Linked DNA regions of Mus musculus: region 1 is linked to region 2. A link is a contact called in public Hi-C data. All regions are on one chromosome and are shown on one strand. Each heading gives the region's core, a stretch centred on a gene start, on an enhancer-like site or on the middle of the called end of the contact. The rest is flanking DNA. Distances are from core to core; before and after follow the strand shown.

Region 1 (3,686 bases), core at 242-2,741, 82 kb before region 2:
CAGGTTGTAGTACAAACCCATGGGGCCTGGGATTTAAAAAATAAAGTACACCCGGGTTTGAGGATCTGTTTCCCATTGTGACAATTAGCCATTGGTATAGTGATTTATTTTTCTCAACCGTCCATCGAACAAACCATTACTAGGTACCTGTTATTAGCCAGGACATTTCATGGGCCCTTGGGACTCAGTGCTTGGAGTTTACAACCTAGTTGGGATGATGGCTAGATGATAAAGGAGTGAGTAAACACATGTGTGCCAAAAGGTGCTAGTGCGAGCAGTGTGTAGGATGCGGTGTGAACACAGGCAACCTTCCATAGGTTTGCACTAAAGGAAGGCAGAAATGTGCTATTGCAGTTTAGGGTGAGTGGGGATTACAGGGATTGAGCGAGGGTTGTTTCTAAAGAGCCTCTAGTGCTCTTTCTACAGAAAATGAGGGTGCAGGTCAAAGAGGGAGTAATTGAAGCAGCACTGTTGCTGAGATGGAGAGAGTGAAGACATTACAGCTCAGTTGGAAGGCTCAGACAGAGGAGGGATGGGAGAGAACCAGGACAGAAGTTCAGAAAGTCTGTAGATTTGATGGTTAAGATACTGGCTGGTTGGTTCTGTTTCCTTAGTGACAAAAGACAGGTCTTCTCCTGAGACATGGGGACAATGGGCAGATGCTTGCTTGAAGAAAGTGGAAAAGGTTCAAGCCAGACCTTTTAGAGAGATGAAGAGTGAGGAAGGTGCAGATAGATGGGTGGACTGCCTTCAGCTGACGGGCCCTTTTGAGACTGTTGCCCACGGCCTGTGGGTGTAGCTCAGTGGGTCAGAGCTTGCTTCGCATGTGCAGAGTCCAGGATGTGCTGTGCTCCTATACTTGCAAGCCTAGCCCTCACTTGGCAGGTAGATGCAAGAGGTTCAGAAGTTCAAGGCCAGCCTGCCTCAAAAGTAAGAAAAATTATTAAAATGGAAAAAGAAAAGTGATCTTAACTAGAAGGGACTTTTTTTTTTGGTTTTGCTTTTCTTGTAGAAAATGCCTCTTTTATTATTTTTTTCTACTCATTTTAAAAATGATTATAGCATTGCCCTTATCCCTCTGCTTATTTATGTTTAATTTTTAAAGTATAGAACACCTCCATTCGTTGCCTTTTGAAGGCACTGCCCCCTTTCTCCGTCACTCTGACTGTCTAGAGATTGGTGGAGAGTAATGTTTAAGATTCATTTCGGAGATTCCATTTGTTTACTGAGCTTTTTTTTTCCTGGCCTGTCTAACGGATGAAGAATATTTCTTGGCAACACTAACAAACTAAAAAAAAAAAAAAAAGAGAGAGAGAGATTTATTTTCAAACAACTGCTTTCCTTCCAGATAATAGCAAATTACATAAAACATTTCTAGGTCAACCAAGGCAACTGAGAAATTTTGATTTTGACCATGGCTGAGACAATTTGCTGTGGAGATGGCCGCAGGCACACAGAGGCTCCCTAAGCCAGTTGGGGGCTGTAATTGATTTCATATGTGCTCTGAGTAATTCCGCAGATAAATGTCCCAGAGGTAGGGTTGCTGGGGAGTGCCTTGGCTGTTTCTAATAAAACCTTTTCTTAAAATCCCAAGGCTTTCTCCCCTATAGATGCACATAATTAAAGGATTTGAATGAGATGTATTCATGTTTGTTAATGACTTTCTACCTCTCTCTAATTACGACAGGAACACATAGCCTTAACTAAAAGTACAGACGTAACCAAGAGCCCAGCAACTACTGGATATTCACATACATACATCTCTCTAGCTGAGATCAGATAGGCTTGTAAAGTCACTTTTATGTGTTACCATGAGCTTTTTATTCATGTTTACAGTTTTCAAAGTATACATCCAATAGTCTTTTAACATTATATAGTAACCCACCCCCCAGTTTTCCATGCTATCTCTAGATTCCTAGAGGTAAGGCTGTTGGGGCCACCACGGGGCTTGGGCAGTCAGGAATTGGGAGGCAGGTCATAGAGCTGGTTGACACCATACTCCGCTGTACCTTTTAAACAGCAGCTCCACGCAAAACTCATTTTAAGCTAAGCTTTTGCATCAAATGATTTTCTCTAAGAGAAATATCACTATGTGCAGCTCAGGCTGGCGTTGATCTTGCTGTGTAGTCCAAGTTGGCCTTGAAGTTCTGATCCTCCCTAAATAAAACTTTTGGAGAAGTGTTCTCATGCATAGATACTTTTGCAGTCACCATTAATGGCTGTTTAACCATGTTGTATTTCTTGCCTGTTTTTCATTTCTATAGCTGAAATAAAGTTATGGGCAGCTTTGCACACACAGAGCTGGATCCTGATCTATAATGCTTTGACTTAGGGGTTTTCAATTTAATTTTAGTGACATGAAAGCTGTATGCATTCGTTGGGAGCTGTCCTTTCTCGTTCAGTTTTGCTTGTATTGTGGACTAGTGTTATCTGGTGCAGTGTGTGCTCCTGTTGCTGGACAGTCATAGTGAGTCTTAGCTCCTAGTTGAATACCATGTTCATGAGGGTAACTGTCGATACTGTGTTGTCTGTGTGTGTGTGTGTGTGTGTGTGTGCAAGTCTGTTCATGCACATGTGTGTGTGCAGGCCAGAAACTAACATCAGTGTCTTTCTCTATTGCCCTTCACCTTTTATTTTAAGACAGGGTCTCTCATTGAACCTGGAGATCATCATTTTGGCTTGACTACTTGGCCTACCAATCTCCAGGATCCATTTGTCTCTGTTCCATGCCCCAACCCAGGGCTGTGTTATAGACATGTGCTGATATTCACGTCTAGTTTTTACTTGAGGGTAGAGGATCTGAATTCATGACCTCATGCTGTCACGGGAAATACTTTCCTCCCTGAATGTCCTCTCCAGTCTCATTTTACTTATTTATATATTTTGGATATCATATTTTGTGGTTGTATTTTCACATTTGAAAAATATTCATCCACATAATGTGCCTATTTGTGTGATAAATGCATTTTTGACTTCCAGTATTTTCAAGTTATAATGAGCTTATCAGAACAGAACTATATTGTAACAAGGAACATTTGTGTGTGAGTCCCTCTGTGTGTAATTCATGTATATACTGGAGGATTTACAAAGCTACGGAATTCCTGGGCCAAGAAACTGATACTATTAAATTATGCTGCAGAAATAGGAAAGGGTGGTTAGTTCTGCAGTGCAAATCCCTCACAGCAGTGTGGAAACTGACATGCCTGCAGAGCACAGATGGTGTTCCTCGGTTGTCTTCTGTACAACGGTTGAGAAGTATCACACTGCAGCTGTCTTAATAGCCCCTATCTGTCATGAGAGGCTAAATTCTAGCCATGTGCTTACCAGAGCTTCTTTCTTACACAGATTGTCTATTTCCTTAAGTATTGTTCCTCATGCCTGCTTCCCTGCATCCACTGCCTGCTTCTGTGGGGGTTACCTCTCCTGGAGAGCTTGCCAGGTAGACCCCCAGATACACCGATGTGCTTTGTATATGGAGAGAAATGGCCTTGGGCTTCATTGATGAATATTATTATAGCTTATAGTTAAGGTCTTGACCTAATACCATGTAACATGTTTCATGATGTCTAATTTATCAGTTCCTTGTTTTATGACTCCTTCTTTGGTCTTTAAACTTGGAGAAAAAAAAAAAACTTCCTATGTTCTTAAACATCAAACTATCTGGTCAACAATTTTCCTGAGAAAAC
Region 2 (3,461 bases), core at 647-3,146:
AGAACATGGAAACTGGTGTAGAGAAGAGGACAAACCTCACCAAAGTCAAAGACTGGGATGAGTGTTGGAATATTGGAACAAGAGAGCGGCAAGAGATGGAGCCTGAGAGGCTGGAAGATGTGGTAGGAGGAGGAGCATGGTGAAACATTAAAGGTTGGGAAGTCAGCATGTTTTGCCATCTTAGACAGTGATCTGATCGATAAACAAACAGGAGACTCAGAGTTTATCATAGAATCTTCAGTTTTGGTTAGAAGTGACTTTGGCGGTGGGGGAAAAACCACCTTGAGAGTTCCTTGCCAACCGAGCGAGCGTGATCCTTTTACACATTTCCGGTAGGGGCGGTGCTAGCTTTGAAGCCTATAAGATGGAAATTCAGATCCAGGATTTGCTGCTTTGCTCTCAGATTCTGGCCAATGAGCATTGAGTTCCCGTTCCCAGTGTTTAAGACTCGGGTAGAGAAAGCCTTCTTTCCCAAAGGTTTCATGTGAGTGAGAGTGAAGCTGTGCCTGTGGTGTACTGGGCAGGTAGCCACTCTGTGGCTGTTGATCATCATCTTAAAATGCTTCGTTTGGGCTTTTTAAACACTCCTTACAGGCTTTGTGCAGATAGTAGGGCTTCCAGTTCTGTATGTTTATGAGATCTCTGTGTGTCTCTGCATCTATCAGTGTTCCTTGCGCTTTTCCTATGGCTCTTTTTCTTCTGTTGGTTTTGTCATATTCTGGTTTATTTGTTTTTGTTTTATCTTATTTTAATTTATTATTATTTTTTAGGTAAATGTTTGAGAGAGAGAGAAGCAGAGAGAAACAGAGAGGGAGAAAGGGTGTGGCTTTGGATGGGAGGGGTAGGAAGGAATTGGGGAAGAGTTGGGGGAAGGGGACCATAATCAGAATATATTGCGTGAAAACAATCTATTTTCAATTTAAAAAATTATGTACTATCGCTTTAATAGTACATTATGGCTCAGAGAGTAGGATCTCTCCCCTCCCCCTCCCCCTCCCCACTCCTCCCCTCTCTTTCTCCCCCTCCCTCTGCCCCTCTCTCCAAGGGGCATCTTAGGCTGGGCTCAGAGTTGAGAATTCTACATACTTGAGAATGCCTCTGAATTAGAAGTTTGGTCAGGGCCACTCGGGGCGCAGCTTGGGGCCACCGCGTTGGGGGAGGGGAGGTAGAAGAAGTTTGGTCAGATTTAGTCTACCACTTTTTACACCCACTCAAAATAGAAATGGCCTCTAGTAGGCAAACCTGAACACACCCAGAGATTCTAGGTGACTCTGCTGTTTGTATGAAGGCAACAGTTCCATTCTGTCTCCTAGAAACTAATAGAAAGAATGGGTGAGCTGGAGCTAGCAAGGCAGACAGCCCACTGAGTACTGCAGGCATTTGATTTAATCCGATGGTTGAATTACACAGAAAAGATCTGTGCAACACCATGCAGTACATGGTGGCCACAGAGCCCATCAGAGCCCCTGGGTTGATAGAGCTGAGTCCTTGGTTTATTGTGGATATAAGGATAAAAGACATTTTTCACCTTTGAGGTAATAGTCCTGTCATTTTGGCCAGCGAAGTGGCCACGCCTTTGATGCCAGCACTCCCTAGGCAGAGGCAAAGGCAGGCGGATCTCTGTGAGTTTGAGGCTAGCCTGGCCTATAGAGTAGTTGCAGGATTGCCAGAGAAACCAGGTCTCAAAAAGACAAAACCAAACCAAATGACAGTCTTGACTTTTCCTGAGATGGTCAGCTGAGTGTTCACAAGGATGTGATGGGCCCCTGAGCTCGCTGGTGGGGATCCTTAGGGGGGACTGAAGCCTCCCAGGCTCCATCGTGGGGTTGTCTGCTTACCTAAGCACTCTGAGCCTCTGGGTTGTCTTAGTCATTCTGGACAGATGTAAGAGAACACTGCATCAAACGCCTTTCTTCCTTTTTCCCCCTCCTATGACTCGTATAAGAAAGTTTACATGTGTTATACAAGTCAACAGCCACATGACTTGTGGTTTTTACAAACCTAGCTGGTAGCGTTTTTCCAACATGTAAGGTTCACCCTGCTCCTGGGACTACACCCCAGGGACAGAAATGCGCAGGCACGAAACATGGAGCCCTTCATTGGGTGGACAGACAGGAAACAGACATGTTCAGTTGTGCTCCAGCTAGCAACTGGGAAGACTCATGTCACTTTATAGTCCCTATTTCACAACAAGGCTCTAAGCCTAGGTGTTGTCCTTTTAGAACTGACCCATGGATCCAGACCTTTTAGTTTTAGAGAAAACTAAAAGCGTAACGTGAAGAATATATCCCATTAGATGCCCAGGAGGCAGTGAAAGCCCAAGAAGATCTAGAAAGGGAACCACTGTGGCCGGCTGTGTACCACCACGGTTCACAGACAAACGGACCCAGACACTCCCCAGCTGCCAGTGTCTTTTGGGGGCAAAAGAAAATATTATAAGACATAAAGTGAACATTTAGTTGGCTTTTCCTCAGGTGATACAGTGCAGACTTTTAAGGTTTTTCCAACTTCTGCGCTAGGAAAAAAGGGTTTGAAGCAAGTGAAGGAACGGACCCTTACCACAGCGGATGCAATGCTGGTCTAATCAGAGGAGGGGAAAGACCGTATCATTTAGAATAAACAAAAAAGGGGAGAGCAATTTAATTGGCTCCTGATGTTCCGTCTAACACAGGCCAGAAGTCTTAAAACCTAGAGGCTTATTTTTATTTGTGAGTATATTTATTTTTATTTTTAAATGAGTTTTCCATCTGTGCTGATGGAATTCCAGTCAAGAAACTTCCATCTTGGCTTCTTTGATCTTGTGCTCACCTTTGAAAAGCATGAAAAGGTCTTCTCTTTTCCTTATGTAAAAGTACTTCCAGCCAGTGTTTAATATTATAGAGATGTTTATCAGACTTGGGACGGGCATACTGAAGCTGTTCTGCAGTTGGGCCTTTCTCTCCTTGGCTCTTCATCTGCTCACAGCCACAATTTCCCCTCCCCCACCCTACGATTCTCGACCTAACATGATTGGTTTTGTACAGATGAGGGGTGTGGGTGGCTATCCTTAAAGCTGTTCTAAAAGCAAGGGAGAATAAGAAGGAAATGGGCGTTTCTTCTGCGAAGCCTCTTGGCGGGCTGTGGAGGTTCCAGGGCTGCCGGCTTCAGCATGGTGTACCTGCTGGACAGCGATGAGAAGCCCAGGCTTCCAGGCGGTCCCTCGAAGATGATTCTTAGTGGGGAACCCCTTACTCCCCATATCTAAGGAAGCCAGCTGTCTACAAATTATTTAAGTTCAGCAGATCAAACAGGTCTCAGTGAACACATGTAAATAAAATGGAATTTGTTTTGCAACCAGTGATTGTGCGTGTGTGTGCGTGTGTGTGTGTGTGCGCGTGTGTGTGTGTGCGCGTGTGTGTGTGCGTGTGCGTGCGCGTGCGCGTGCGTGTGTGTGTGTGTGTGCGTGTGTGTGTGTGTGCGTG

Evidence for each region. A called contact is a pair of places that touch in the nucleus more often than the background predicts.
Region 1: a Hi-C map of uterus shows a contact between it and region 2. The contact joins two enhancer-like sites. A contact is called at or near these places in 2 of 484 Hi-C or Micro-C datasets (pancreatic cancer cells and uterus) and 1 of 115 datasets of contacts at active chromatin or transcription factors (bone marrow-derived macrophages).

Annotation. Positions count from the first base shown.
Region 1 is chr4:58,661,621-58,665,306 of GRCm38.p6, reverse strand. No RefSeq gene overlaps it. Among named protein-coding and RNA genes, the nearest start is that of Lpar1, 110 kb to the right of the region's middle. Within about 2 kb of position 1,491, at least 18 of the 459 cell types and tissues checked have an H3K27ac peak or open chromatin away from gene starts, as enhancers often do. A contact at or near this core is called in uterus, where this site is marked.
Region 2 is chr4:58,579,891-58,583,351 of GRCm38.p6, reverse strand. No RefSeq gene overlaps it. Among named protein-coding and RNA genes, the nearest start is that of Lpar1, 28 kb to the right of the region's middle. Within about 2 kb of position 1,896, at least 21 of the 459 cell types and tissues checked have an H3K27ac peak or open chromatin away from gene starts, as enhancers often do. A contact at or near this core is called in uterus, where this site is marked.